Linked DNA regions of Mus musculus: all the other regions are linked to region 4. Evidence: chromatin contacts called from public HiChIP or PLAC-seq, Micro-C and promoter capture Hi-C data. All regions are on one chromosome and are shown on one strand. The core of a region is the stretch at or near the end of the contact, and the rest is flanking DNA. Distances in the headings are between cores, read along the strand shown.

Region 1 (3,512 bases), core at 917-3,416, 380 kb before region 4:
CACCCTCAAATTTTCCATCAACAGGGAATGGTGGCTGGCTTACCTTGATAGGCAGTTAGCTAAATATATTTGGGAAGGTACATTCAAAGTGAACTGTGAAATTCTCTCGGTGCCGTGCCAAGAACCTAAGAATCTATTCATCGGGCCGTGGAGAGAGCTGATGGTTTGAATGAAGCAATACGACCAGATCCCTGTTTCTAGATAAATCCTTGCAGCAATACGTTGGAATGGAGGAAGAGACGACTAGAAAGGCTAATTAAAATACTGTTGAAGTTTGGAAGGGAGAAAAAAATGAAAGTATGTTATGTCAAAACCAAAATATGTCTCCCGCCCCCGCCCCTGTCTGCCCCTTATCTAGAGTCATTTGAGTAAACAGATTCTGAGAGTACAGGCTACTGCTGGAAAATTCCATTTTTCCTTCCCAGGGGCATCTTCACTGTTGATGGCTTCCAGGCACATAGCGCAGTCCTGAAGGAACTGCTGTCAGGCAACTTTCATTCTGCTGAGTCCTTGGGTGCAAGCTCTTGTCATGCTTCAGCTCTCGGGGCCCATCCATGCATGGAATCTCTTGTGAAGTTAAGAGAAAAAAAAGATGTGTTGTCTGATGAAAAGTCACAGGGCGGAACCTGTGCAACAGCACAAGGCTTCCGCCGATGAAGACAGATTGGCACATTTTGACATTAAGTTCTTTATTTGGGCATAATTCTGTTGTTAAGACAGATTAGAAAGATGGCATGTGAAACAGATTAGCTTGTCTGTGGTTTCAAAAGTAACAAGACTCACTGGGAACCAAAAAGAATCCGGGTGTGTGTGGACAAGGATCTACCAGAGATAAGAAAACTTTCTCTCTCTCTCCATCCCTTTCTAAAATGGGTACTTCCTATGGTTTATAAAATGTATGATGTGCGAGTTCATAGAGAAAAGAGTGAATGTAGCAAGCCTGGACTGCTGCCCCCCACCCCCCTCGCGTGCTTGTTGAGAAGGCTAAATCCACCCACAATGGTTTTACAACTTAGCTGGAGTCTCTGGCCTCATTGTATTTGCAGTTTCCTACAGGAGCCACCTGCCCAATGAGCTTGGTTTGCAACATAATCCAGCTGAAACAAAGGATGGGGGTCTGTGGGCTTTCCCTATATAAACGCAGTGATGAAAATTAAACTTTGAGCCTTGATCAGAAACTTGGTCTTGGCTTCATTCTTCTCTCGCGTCCCATTCCTTTTTCATTTTCAGCGCTCCCCCCCAACCCCCGCTCTTTCAGGTAGCCAGTTCATCCATGGCTGCTGGACGGCTACAGAGAGCCTTGGAAAGTTGTACTTGCAAGCTTGGCCTTTGACTGACATCTGGGAATTTAGATACCAAGGTTTCTCCCTCATCCATTGATCAGAGTCGCTCTGTGTGCCTAAATTTTTTGTACAGACAATAAAGTTCCTGCTTATATTCATCAAGTGTTCTTGACAGAGACAAGCAATAGGGTGTGGGTGTGGGATGGGAGAAGGGAGAGTGTAGACACGATTATGGTCTGGCAAGTTCAGGATCTTAAGGATGCCCATGATCTCGGAGACACAGGCAGAGCCAATGCTGGTGTTCAAGTCCAAAGGCCATCTACCAGCTCCTAGTCAGAGGCCAGTCTTTCAAGTTTTTAAAATGATTGCATGAGGCCTACTACGTACACTGGGAAGATGATCTGCTTCACTCAAAAGTCTATAGAATTAAATATAGATCTCATCTAAAAAGAAACACCCTCACTGAAGTATCCAGAGTAATGTTTGACCAACTACCTGGGCCCTGTAGCCCAGCCAAGAAAATAGAATCAACTACCCCAGTGCTGAATACACACTTTCCTCCTGGGAGTCTGGAATCTGCTATGTAGCAGACAGAGGCTGTGTATTTAGCTAGCCTCCAGTGAAAAGCCTTGGCAAGGGATCTCTAATCAGAGCTTGACTTGCTGATAACCTTCACAAGTATTGTCCCAGCTCTAGCGACACGGGTGGGGGCGGGGGTGGACTCAGCACGTTCTGTGAGGTTCTGCTGGGAAAAGACCCTGGGAAAGCTTGCACTGCCTGCCCATGTGACTTTTTTCTTTTGCCTTTGCTGGATTTGGTCCTTATCTTTTTTGGCTCTCACAAATGGAGCTGCGACTGTGGTTGGGTAATGAATTCCACGAGTCACACTGACTCTGGGGACACCAAGCACCAGCTATGACAAGAGTCCATCTAAGGTCTTTGTCCCACTGAAACATGTCAAAAGGCACAACAAAAATAAACCACATGCTGAACACCGTGAGAAGAGCTCAAAAGCAACCAGCGGAAAGGGAAGGCTAGACAAATGAGGGCTTACATAAATTCCAAGTACTAATGATCAAGCAAATTTTATTTCCACAGATTTTCACAAAAAACAAGTTTAATTATGTACATTCAGCAAGAATGGTCATGAGATATCTCAATAGACATAGAAGCTTTTTACTGTTAAAGATAAGTACAAGGGAACTATGATTGGGAACTATTGAATAGAATTTATAGCTCGATAGGTTTTGAAATCGGTTTATTTGAATTATAAGGAAATACTTCATGTATAATGTTCTTTGAGTTTTGCTTAATAGGCATACTAATTAACTTCTCAAACTCAATAAAAATGTAGGAAATTTACCTATGTTCAGCACTTGACAAATAAATCATGTTAATTACATATTCACATGGCCAATAATGGTTCTTTTAAATCAGGCCGAACAGCGAGACTGCCTTAAGATAATTATTCTCTTTAAATAAATCATGTGTATAAAAATGATTCCTGCCAGTCAGGAGCTTTGAGGCTCCATGATGATTCAGAAATAGATGCTTCTCAAATCTTTGATTCAGTGTTAGCATCCTTCCATGGCCAGCTGTAGAAGGATTACCATCTCCAGTGCACTGTAACACATATAGATAAGGCTATATAGATTCTAAGGATGCTGGGGAGTTCAACCTGGGCTCTGTTTGTTTGTTTGATTGATTTTGCTCTGTTTTCAGGGCATCCTTTGTTCCCCTGTTGCTCTTCACAGGAAAAAAGGCAATATATCAAAATCCTAGAAAACAAAACAGTGATTCTTACAGTGTCATCTCAAGGCCAATAATAGTCCACTATGTCACCTGGGATTCTGGTATGAATATAGATTCTGGGCAGCCAGCAGGCAAGTCTGGAGACCTGAGTTCAACTCCCAGGACTCACATAAAGGCAGAAAAGAATCAATGCTGCAAACTTGTTTTCCACACATACATTGCAGGGACACACAGAGAAAGACACAGAGAGAATATAGATACTTTGAAACAAAGAACCCTATTAGAAAACTAGCAATGGATTTGAATAGAATATTTTTCAAAGAAGCTGTGTGAATGGCCAATAAACGGATGAAAGATATTTAATGTCACTAGCCATTAGGGAAATAAAAATCAAACCCACAAGAAGATACCACATTAAGACCATTGGGATAAATATTATATTTTTGGTTGTGAGCCTAGCCTTTAATGAAGAATCCA
Region 2 (3,552 bases), core at 131-2,630, 450 kb after region 4:
TTGTTGCTACTGCGATGAACAGTATGCAAAGAAAACACTACGCACTCTTGTCACTGCATAAGAAGACCTGGTCCCTCTGGAGAGAAAAGTAAAACTCCTTAAAAGATAAATGAACCCAACCTAGTATTTGGAGAGGAGTTTGGCCCTAGAAAAGGAAGGCTTGCCCTCCAGTTAGAGGAAGGCGACCAGGGTTCTAGTTGCAGATGTACTGGCAGAAGTTCAAGTCACCCTCAGACTCCAGGCAGAGCTCAGGTGAACCCTGTCTACAGGTCGGAGTCACAGGGCAGCGAATTTTGGCAGGGCCGAGTGCTGCGAGAGGAGGAACCACCTTGGGAGGTGGCTGTCTTCTTTTCTTCTCCCTCAAGCACATCCATCGGGTTGGTGTAGGACTTGGGTGGCGGTCGTGGCATCGGGAATCCAACCTTGAGCTTGCTGGTGTCCCTGTGCTCTGCGGTGGGAGGAGGCCGATGCTGTCCGTCGCTGTAGTACTTGATGGCAGGTGTGAGCGCTGGTTCCGGCCAGTCCACGTAGACGGTGCTGATGCTGCTGCGGCGCGGGCCTGCTGGGGGCGCCTTGCGACAGCGGCGACAACGCTCTTCACACCAGGGCGCAAAGCTGAGCGCCAGAGAGAAGCCGCCCAGAAGCAGCAGGCAGCTGCCTAGGTAGCCCAGCACCAGGCTGTAGCTGACCTGCACCGTGACCGGCGAGCTCGGGGCGGCCAGGACGTCGGGATCTGACAAGAAGTGGTTATACCAGGAGACCGGGATGAGGCTGAAGAGGCCAGCGACGAAAAACACCACGCCAGAGAGGCCCGCTAGCCCGTAGTGGGGCTCATCTTGCCAACAGCGCACACCGAGGGAAGCCAGCAGCAGCCCTAGGGCGGTAGTGGCCAGTGACGTGATCATGAGTCCCCGGGCCACCTGCACAGGCTGGGTCTGGAAGTAGTTCCACTCGTCGGGCTGGCCGCACTCGCGTTCGCGACTGCTCTGCTCGCGACATATGTCCCACAGCCCCTGGTACAGCACCACGTCCACTGGCTGGTCCAGAAAGCCCTTCACCAGCCGCCAGCCCGGGGCCAGTGTACTGACAAGATTAAGCAGCAACCCGCAGGGCGTGAGCACCATGCCCAGCGTCATCACCACCGGCGTCCGCATCCTGCGTAGCCTCTTGGGTCCCTAGCAGCTGTGGCTGCTCCGCTGCGCACCCTGTCCTCGAATCTGCGAGGTTGCCGGGCTGGGTAGCAGCGATGCTCGCTGCGCTCTCTGGGCGCTCTTTGTCTCTCGCGCGGAACTGTCCCCACTGAGCCTCTCACACCAAGTCCCCTCCTCTCTCGCGTCCCAACCGCTCCGCCCTCTCGCCCAGCCGCTGTCCCTAATCGAAACCAGCTCCGAGTCCGGTCAGACCGAAACCGCGCGCCCAGGTGCGGCCCCCAAGGCCAAACCCTACCGGGTGGGAGGGGCGGGAGCGCCAGGGCCACTTGGCAAGGAGGCGACCTCGGACTCTGAGGACCCGGACACCCCACCCTAGCCCAGCCGCTCCTCCTAGCCCGGCCACTCCTCCCAGCCCGCCCGGATGGTTTAGGGCTCGAGCAAAGGTCGCCCCGCCCTCGCTCTCTCGCACTGCCTGCGCGCTTGTAGGCGGGACAAAGGGGGCGGGCCGCTAGTGTCGTCTCACCTGTCGCCTAGCTACACCTTCCCCTCTTCCCTTTCCTTCTCAGGTCCGGTCAGAAAGCAAAGCGTCCCTACACTGCCTCCAATTCTCCCCAACTCTGCCCGTGGGCCCTGCCAACACAAGTCTCTTTTCACTCCCAGCTGGTGACCAGCATCCCTCGAAAGTTTTGCGCTGCCATCTGCAGCCACGTAGGGCACAGTGGTGCGCTCAGGATGCACGGGACCTGTGTGCACCACGGTTTCCAGGCTCAGGGTGTATCCAAACAGTTGCATTATGGAAACTTTGCTAGACTTGCTTAATAAAGTCTCCACGCTCTGCCTGAAGTTTAACTCATATGAAAGGGAGAGTATTTCTGGGTTGAAGAGTTGCGAAAGAGTTTTCTCTTCAGTCTTGTAAAGTCCTGCAGTGACTTATGTGTGTGTGTTGGGGGGTGGGGGTGGCACCCTTCTCAGAGGAGAATGAGGGAAGGAACTAAATGGGGGTACTGGGAGGAGAAGGGGAGCTGTTTGGGATGTAAAGTGAATACATTTAAAAATTAATAACAAACCGTTTTTTTTTCAAGTGGATAAGAGGCTGACTCGATTTTCCCGTTCAGAACTTGGCGGGCCTATGATGTATTGGAGAAACCCAGAGGTTCTGCGAGGATGGAATATAATTGGTTATTATCCAAAGAATGTCAATTAGCTTTTTTTATTTTCATGGAAAAGGGCAAATTTGTAACCAATGAAATATAATTAGAAGGAGCACGATATTCACCTTGATTGGTTAAAAACGACAGCTTGAAAATCTGCATCGGCAAAGGCAGGAGCCAGTGATCCCTGATGTCACTGGTTTAGTGTGCAGCCTTTAATTAGCCAATTTGACAGAATACAATGTTTACAATCCACGTGCTTAGGTTTCTTTTTTAAAAGGTTTTTATAATGAGCGTATAATTACCCACAATAACGTAATATGTTTTGCTCATTGAATACCACCTACTTTGGCACTGCCTGTCAAACTCATCTTAACATTCCTGTTGGTCTAGGTATGAGCTGTTCACATTCTCCTTAAATACCTTTACATATTTAGAACATATTCACTTTATATTGGGCGAGAGTCATGCTTTTCCTTGAAAAATGCTTTCTTAACATATTTTTCTCTGTTCTATATATTTCTTACAATGGAAATGTATTTTTTATATAATTTGCTGTAATTAAAACTATTTACTAAAATCAGCCTGTTCAGTGCTGTAGATCATACTGCATCCCTGGAGAGCTACAGACTCTGGATCTTTCCAAACTCAAACTGACCGTTTAGCAGTGACAAGTGTGTTCCTTCATCCCTGAACCCCTCTACCTTCACAGGGTTAGCTGGATACTCCAGGTAAACGGAAGCCAGATGCGCCTGGGTCTAGCTTATTTCACTAGGCAGAATGTCCTCAAGGTGTATGCATCTTGTGACTCTATAAACTGACCTCATGACCAGTCCATGGTGTGGTTAAAAGGGAGTTGTTGGTTTTTTAAATTGTAGCTATGACAGAGGGGGGGGAGGGAGAGAGAGAGAGAGAGAGAGAGAGAGAGAGAGAGAGAGAGAGAAAGAGAGAGAGAGAGAGGCAGCAGGAAGAGTCCAGAACCAGAGCAGGGAGAGTAAGTAGTAGAATGAGCGTGGCCAGGGGACTGGACCTGACCATGAGAGAAGCAGAAACATGGTCAAGGGGAGAGAGAAAGGGGGAGGGGAAGGGGAGAGGGAAAGGGGGAGGGGAAGGGGAGAGGGAGGGGGAGAGGAGGGAGAGCGTGCAAAAGAAAGGAGAGCAGGGCTGAAGTAGCAGGATTATAAGGAGAAGTAGCTGGAGGGGGCGGGATCCCACGAGCTGGAGAAGCTTAGGGAAGGAGAGGAGCTGAG
Region 3 (3,514 bases), core at 515-3,014, 510 kb before region 4:
TTATAACAGAAATTGGTAAGTTGGCCACATAATGAAATTTTATATTAAACATTCTATGCATATGAGATATTTACTCATTCCTTTAAGTTGTCTTTCTGTATCTTAAGAATGTTCATATCTGTAAAGTATAAGTGTAAGTGTATTACTAATGTAATACAAAATCATTTCATTTAACAGATATATATTTTTAAATTATGAATGGAGATTATAATCCTTCCCTCAAAGTCTAAGTAACATCTACTAAAGATTATGGAGTACTTTATCAAGCAACCAGGTTGAAGTAAATAAAGTTACTGATGAGAAAAGCACTCACTCAGTGGAGATAAATAGAAGAGCTTATAAGTGTTTGTTGGTAGTCTGTCTATAGAGCTCACTTAGAGCACTAAATGTGTAACAGACAGGAATAGTAAACAGGCTTGCTACAGGGACCGGTGAGGAAGGACCTGTTCTTTACTAGAAAGCACTGTCACAAACCTCTCAGGGAAGTCTGAGCTCTGCCTTGTTTGCACGGCAGTTTCTAAGCTTGCTAGGACTACATAGGAGACTCTACCCCACAAAGAAATGAACAACAAAACTCCCACCAGACAAAGCGAGCAGTCCTGCCACTGCCTTCCTTCTTCCCCTGAAGCCCCAGAGCCCCCCTAAAATGCTTTGAGACCAAGTCGTAAGTCTTAACCCCCTGGTCCACTACAAATACTTAACATTCAATGCTAAACAGATTATTTTTATTAAAATGTGAAACTGCCACTAAAAAAAGAAAAAGCTTGATTTTATGTTACATACTCAACATGCTAACCATAGTTAAGACACTCTTAAGCTATACATTTAGAGGTCATGATGGACAACTGTGATTATGAACTTGATTGGACTAAGTAATTAATAATTAGAAAAGCAAACTTGTGGGTATGTCTGAGGGCTTTTCTAGAGATGACCAGACTCTAAGGGTTCAGTTTAAATGAATGTGCTAATCCACTGACAGAGTCAGAATGTGCAGGCTACTAGGAGACAGAACTGCGGATGGCCATAGTTCCATCCAGAGTATCCATCGTAGTATCTGGAGAAGCGGGTCACTAGGGGTATGTCCTCTGTCTGTGTCTTTCTGTTAGTGCTCCTCTCTGCTGCCTATTTGGCTCGGTGTGGTTACTTCAGCATACTCTCCTTCCACTATAGACTCAACCTCTGAACCATGAGCAAATTACACTTTTCCTCCCTTTTGTGGCTTGTTAGGGATTTGATCATGTGAACATGTTCAGAAAGTGCTGTTAGACTCAAATGTTAACTATGGGCCACTTAAAAGTCCAATAGAATCACAGAAAGAAAATACTAAGCAAGGAAAACATGACCCATTAGGAGTCAAGAAAAGTTTTTACTAATGTATGAAGAATGGAGGCAGCAACCCTGTGGGACTGGCACACTGCCTTGGGATCCAGGAATGAGTGATAGGGAGTTGATATAGCAGCCGCTGCTGCCACTGCCCACGATCCTTTCCTCCCTCCCTTCCAGTTCCTTCCTTTTTTCCTTCTTCCTCTCCTTATTTGGCTTTAGCTTGCCTATAGATTATTATGTAGACTAGGTTGGACTCAGCAGAGATCTACCTACCTCTGCCTCTTGAGTGCTAGGATTGAAGGCATTTGAGATCTACTGATGACAACTTATATATTGTCTTTGTATTTAAAGGAATCAGTAACTTGTGTGCTGTAGTGGAAGACCAGGAAGGACATGCTACACTAGAAGTCATTCGCGTCACTAGCAGACTGTTTTCAGTTGCAGAAGTCCACTGCTGACCTAAGATGCTAATAATAACACATCACGCACGTGGAGCACCAGGAAGGACTGAGAGCCTCGCATCTACGCAATGCCACTGAGAGAGGCTATAACAAAAAGCTTATTTTTCAATTAACTTTTCTGAAAAAATGCCTTGTAGGTAATAATACACATTTTTAAGAATTAAGAACATTATGGTTTGTATGAGTATTATAATGTAATTGTCAAAAGTGACTTGCAAAGTCAAGCCTAGGGCAACAATAATTCACACAAGTGTAGCAGAAAGCCCCCTTAGCTTACTATTTCTGATACAACATGTTGCTTATAACAATGCTATAGTTGTAGCTACAAAGTAGGTGATAAACCTGTACGACTGCTCTCTTTATTTTAACTTACTTGATTTCGATTAAGAATGCCAAATGTCCTTCTAAAGCATTTAATATACATAATCTTGTTTACCTGTAAAGTATAATCAAGTAGTGCAAACACCACTAAAACACCACACAGCAATCTGATGCTCATGTAAGGGGAATGCAAGGGTCAGGAAGGAAAGGCATGCTGGAAGATACCATTCAGCTCTATTAGAGAACAGTCTCATTGTTTTAAAGATTTTATTCCTAACTAAGTGTATGTTCCGAGTTTCTTTCTGTGTGGGAATGTGTGGTGTGCAAAGGTGCAAGCTCCCCTGGAGGCCAGCTCCCTCTCGGAGCTGGAGTTTCAGACAGCTGGGAGCTGCTCAACACAGGTGCTAACCATGGACTCGGATGCACTGCAGAAGAGAAACCATCCCTCCAGCCTCCAATCTCCAGTCTTACAAGAGTTATTTGAGGTCACTGCTTGGTTGTAACACCTGGTTCAACAGCTATTATCAGTTAAGGAGATTCATGTGGAGCCTATCAAAGAAACATATTATTAACTAACTATGTTTAACAAACAGTAGTAGTTTTACTTTTTTTTTTTTTTTCCTTTTTTCCGAGTCAGGGTTTCTCTCTATAGCCCTGTCTGTCCTGGAACTCACTCTGTAGACCAGGCTGGCCTCGAACTCAGAAATCCGCCTGCCTCTGCCTCCCGCGTGCTGGGAATAATGGCATGCGCCACCACTGCCTGGCTGTATTTTTACTTTTAATGTGGTTTACTGAAAATCTGATACTCAAATTTCATCTTTACTATGTTCCTGCAAACACTACCTAAACACAAAGCAGGAGTTTTCTATAAGCAGGTTAGTGGATTGTGTTTTAGTGTTTATAAATTATGAAGCTGGTTAGTCTTTTTTTGTTTGTTTGTTAACCTAAAAACTACTGTTATCTAAGATAAAGGAACCTCTGTTAAAAAGAAAGGACAAAGAGACAATTTTACTAGGGGAAAAAAAAGTTAAATGAACTTCGAAGGACAACCTATGACTTTAAACACAAAACCACACAGTAACTGCCCTTTCTGACCAAGATGAGTTCTTGGGGACCCAGTACTGAGGGCAGCTGGTTGCCCTGTGCTGAGTGACGGCTTACCTTTGCTCCGTGCTTATGCAGAACTTCCATGACATCATTATGAGCTCTTTCAGCTGCAACATGCAGAGGGGTCATGAAACTATGGAAGGAAAAAAGGGAGAGAGAATGTTGTGACTTTTACTGCAACAACTCTCGGTGGCTGCTGGCTGCTGACAGGAGGAAGGCTCCTTTTCTTTAGTGGGGTGGTGTGGGGCGGTCATGTACTGTACACGTTCATCCAGGCCACTTAACCACAAGGCACGGAC
Region 4 (3,552 bases), core at 505-3,004:
TATCAATTAGCAACTTCCCAAATTTTCACTAGTCATTAAAGGTAGAAAACCATGAGCCTACCTCACTCAAGTGGCTGCTCAGGGCCATAGGTTTCCCAAGAGGAATCCTTGTTTCCTAAAGTGTTCAGACCCTGTATAGAACTCCAGGCTACTGTATGGACCGAAGTCAGGCTGTTTCCTAAACACACCCACCTTACTAATCCTCTCTCACCTGTGCAGTACTGTGAGCATGAGAGTCATGCTCTTCTGCCAGATAACATCGCTAAGGGAAAGATTTTGCTAGAGTAACAGCCACAAAAGCAAGATCCAGTGAATGCTTGGGACACTACTGCTGCAGATAAAATCAAAATGGGGAGAGAACACTTGCTTCTGGGCATTCTGAGAAGGTCATGGCCATCTGTGAACCCTGGGGCTTTTTGTCCTAAGAGGGCGGGAGAAGGAGGGGCCAAAGGAAAGACAACACTGCCTTCCACACTTGGGAGTCTACCATCTAGCTAGAACTTTGTTAGCAGTGGGGAACTTTGCACACAGCCTGTGCTCCTCAGTCCGTCTCTCTACAGCCGGACCTTCTACCGTAGGAAATCGCCTCCACCCCTTGGCATGGGTACCCCGGTTCCTGATGAAATTGTGACCCGCTGTCCCCTTCCCAGATCCTGGACTCCAGCCCTGTCACTCGCCACACACTGCAGATCACGTGGTAGAGTGCTGTTCGCCCCAAGTGTAGCTATTGGTCTGCGGCTCATGTCCCGGAAGCTCATTGGCTGAGTCCTGCGTTCACGTGGGGGTGGGGGTAAGGTGGTCTTGGATAGCACCCTTAGTGGGGAGAGGTGGCTGGAAAGTTAAAGTGAGCCACAGATTGCTGGAGCTGGAATCCAGAGTGCTGCAATCCAGTGAGCAGGTGAGAGGGCTGCTGTTGCGTGGACCAAGCCGAGTGCCTGCCCCACTTTTGCCGTCGTGGTTGCTGTCACTGTCACCCAGCTCAGATGGTGGGGCGGGCTGAAGGGTCTCCCCTCCGTACTCAAGAGTGGTACCGGGTACGTACCTCCTCAAGCCTCTAGTTCAAGGTCCAGAGCCAGGAAATCTGCGGTGAGGGGCACGCGGGGGAGTTCTCCGACACTTACCATTTGTCCCACTAACACTGACTCCCAGGTAGTAGAATCCCCTAGCTGGGCTCGGGTGGCTTGTCGCTTCAGCGTGCAGAAACATCTCAGGCACCGGAGCTGGGATGGAGCCTAGAGGGGACCCCCGAGATCCCTAAGCGAGTTAGCCTGCGAAACGTGTCCTGAACAGAAAGGATGTCTCGAGTCCTAACGTGGCACATCCCCAACCTGAGATGTGACACTTTGGAAGATAATTCTAGTTTTTTGTGGCAGAATCTGGAGTCCAAATACAAGCTCCCGGGGCTTCAGTTTCCCGTTACGAAATAGACGCGAGAAACCCGTGTCCCAGCCCTGACTCCATCAAGTAGTGCGGACCAGTCCCTACTACTCCCCACTTAGGTTCAGATCTCCTTTTGCTGCACACAGGCAAGAGGCACACGCTGTGTCGTCTCGGGTCTCGGAAGGCAATGGGCTCGAGGCGAGCTCCACCCGGGAACGGGGCAGCCCGCGTGGGGGTGCTCGCGAGGCGCTGCCCCCATCTGGGCTGTCCCGCCGCCAGGTCCCGCCCTGATGTGATAACTTGGGCTCCTCCTCCTTGTTCGTCTCCGGGAACTAAGCCCAGGCCCTACCCCCGGGACACCCCGACGCTCACGTAGTTCAGTGGCAGCAATCAACCCTGACACTTCTCTCAGGCTCTCCCATGAGGCCAGCGAGCAGCGGCCCCGGCTGCGGCGCCGCCGGGAGAGGTAGGTGCAGACCCAGTCTAAGCTGGGGCGAGGGCGGGTGCAGGCACACCCTGTGTCTGGTGGGATGGGGACTCGCTGACCTTCCCCCAGGGACTTGTTCACAGCTACCGTTTTGAACCCAGAGGAGAGGCTCTGAACCGGACGGCAGCTTCAGAACAGGGGATGGCAGGCCCACGGGGAAACAGAGAAAGTTGAAAAAGACTTGAGTGGGGGAACTTGCAGAGTTGCTGGAATGTGGCCCTGTCTCAGCTTGCGGGTCCAGGAGAAAGAAAGGCTTCTTCAGCCTAGGCAGGGAAGGAACTGGTCCCTTTGGCAAGAACGTCCAGGAGCCAGGGAGAAAGTAGAGACAGCTGAAGTAAACTAGGGCCATTTAGGGGAAAGTTAGTAGAAAGAGAAGCATCGGGGCCCTATTAGCAACCTTGAAGGTCAAAGCTGCAAGTGACCTCAGAAGAAACCCTTAAACCCGGAGAGTTCTTCGTTTGTTAAAGCTCAGCTGGGCAGAGGCCTTCTTAGGCCTGAGCTTCTTGCTGTCTTTGGCCCTTATTAGCTGGTGTGGGCTGCCTCATTCAAAGCTACCTGACTGCTCATTATGCGGCCCTATTCAAAAACATTTCTCTTCAAGGATTGAGGGGTGTATACATTAAAACTGTAATAATTAGGGTCTGTATACAAAAGGGGGCCAATGTCAACTTCATACATATAAAAGTATCAGCTAGACATTTGGGGAGAGAACCGAGATTTGCTGAAAGGGGGGGGGAGGAGTGGATGGTGGTGTCTTGAATTGGTTGAGGATATTTATCTAATGTAGTGTTGCGGTGGGTTATTGTTAACTTGGTTTTGACATCAGCGAGGAAGAGTTGCAGAAAGAAGGTCTCAGTCAGAAACTCAGTCGCTCAACTGCCTGAAGCTAGGCAGGTTGTGGGTTTTGGTTTTTTTTGTTTTGTTTTGTTTTGTTTTGTTTTTTGTTTTTTTTGGTTTTTGGTTTTTTTTTTTTTTTTTGGTTTTTTGTTTTTGTTTTTCTGTTCAGACTTGTCAAGCTTAAAAGAAATATTACTGGCCTTCTAAGGCTGGCAGCATCTTGAAAGACCACATTATTTCAGTAGGACACAGAAGGTATTTCTGCAAGCGTCCCAAACCTGGCCCAAGCTCTCTTCAGAGGCAGTTGACTTCTGAGGCACCCACGTGAAAGCAGGGTGTGTGATTGTTCTTGGGAAACAGCTCCTTAGGCTCCTGGGATCCTGTCCTGCAACTGTGTCCAGGTCCTGTGTCGCTTTACCGGCTCAAATGTGCATCGGTGGTCTCTGCTACTGCCTGTTTCCTCGGTAGAAGGAAAGCCTGGGGCAGTGTTGGAGACAGAATAAGGACTTCAGTACATACACGAGTGTGTGGCTGTGAAGATGTTTCCTCAAGCACCTGTCCAGCTGCCTTCCTTTAGGGGACTTAACTATTGGTGGACTGTCTCGGTTTCTGGAAAGTACTTCTAAGTGGCCATCATCACTGTCACAGTCCTGTTGAGACATCCATAGCTGAGAGTCAGGAAAGCTAAACTCACACAAGCACTTTACTACACCAGTTCTTGGATGAGCATGAGGTTAATAAAAGCTGGAATGTTCTGTGAGGACAACCCACTGCCACATCGCACCCTTGATAGAGGCCACAAGGGTAAATGTCCTTAACCTGTAATGATGATGATACCCAGAGGGAAA

Evidence for each region. Promoter capture Hi-C pulls out the DNA fragments that hold promoters and counts their contacts. A called contact is a pair of places that touch in the nucleus more often than the background predicts. HiChIP or PLAC-seq counts read pairs in DNA pulled down with a chosen protein or histone mark.
Region 1: a promoter capture Hi-C map of liver shows a contact between it and region 4, with 2.1 times the contacts expected there. The contact joins the enhancer-like site here to the promoter of Ppp1r3b in region 4. A contact is called at or near these places in 6 of 39 promoter capture datasets (embryonic stem cells, hippocampal neurons, liver and 2 more).
Region 2: a contact with region 4 is called in a Micro-C map of embryonic stem cells, with 2.6 times the contacts expected there. The contact joins the promoter of Cldn23 here to the promoter of Ppp1r3b in region 4. A contact is called at or near these places in 2 of 39 promoter capture datasets (liver and pre-B cells) and 2 of 484 Hi-C or Micro-C datasets (both in embryonic stem cells).
Region 3: a contact with region 4 is called in an H3K4me3 HiChIP or PLAC-seq map of bone marrow-derived macrophages, with 3 times the contacts expected there. The contact joins the enhancer-like site here to the promoter of Ppp1r3b in region 4. A contact is called at or near these places in 20 of 39 promoter capture datasets (the 3T3-L1 cell line, 3T3-L1-derived adipocytes, the C10 cell line and 11 more), 2 of 15 datasets of contacts at CTCF or cohesin (large pre-B cells and pro-B cells), 2 of 484 Hi-C or Micro-C datasets (the HL-1 cell line and adipose-derived mesenchymal stem cells), 6 of 115 datasets of contacts at active chromatin or transcription factors (bone marrow-derived macrophages, embryonic stem cells, microglia and 1 more) and 4 of 9 other capture datasets (adipose tissue, embryonic stem cells, liver and 1 more).

What each region holds. Positions count from the first base shown.
Region 1 is chr8:34,993,980-34,997,491 of GRCm38.p6, forward strand. No RefSeq gene overlaps it. Among named protein-coding and RNA genes, the nearest start is that of Tnks, 30 kb to the left of the region's middle. Within about 2 kb of position 2,167, at least 29 of the 459 cell types and tissues checked have an H3K27ac peak or open chromatin away from gene starts, as enhancers often do. A contact at or near this core is called in liver and stem cell-derived epiblast-like cells, where this site is marked.
Region 2 is chr8:35,825,179-35,828,730 of GRCm38.p6, forward strand. Cldn23 (claudin 23) reads right to left here and starts at 1,381. Exons shown (of 1, transcript NM_027998.4): 1 at 1-1,381. The coding sequence starts at 1,154. The coding sequence ends at 264.
Region 3 is chr8:34,864,012-34,867,525 of GRCm38.p6, forward strand. Tnks (tankyrase, TRF1-interacting ankyrin-related ADP-ribose polymerase) reads right to left here. Exons shown (of 27, transcript NM_175091.3): 11 at 3,270-3,348. Among named protein-coding and RNA genes, the nearest start is that of Dusp4, 58 kb to the left of the region's middle. Within about 2 kb of position 1,765, at least 7 of the 459 cell types and tissues checked have an H3K27ac peak or open chromatin away from gene starts, as enhancers often do. A contact at or near this core is called in bone marrow-derived macrophages and microglia, where this site is marked.
Region 4 is chr8:35,374,908-35,378,459 of GRCm38.p6, forward strand. It overlaps Ppp1r3b (protein phosphatase 1, regulatory subunit 3B), which reads left to right and starts at 1,755. Exons shown (of 2, transcript NM_001364452.1): 1 at 1,755-1,846.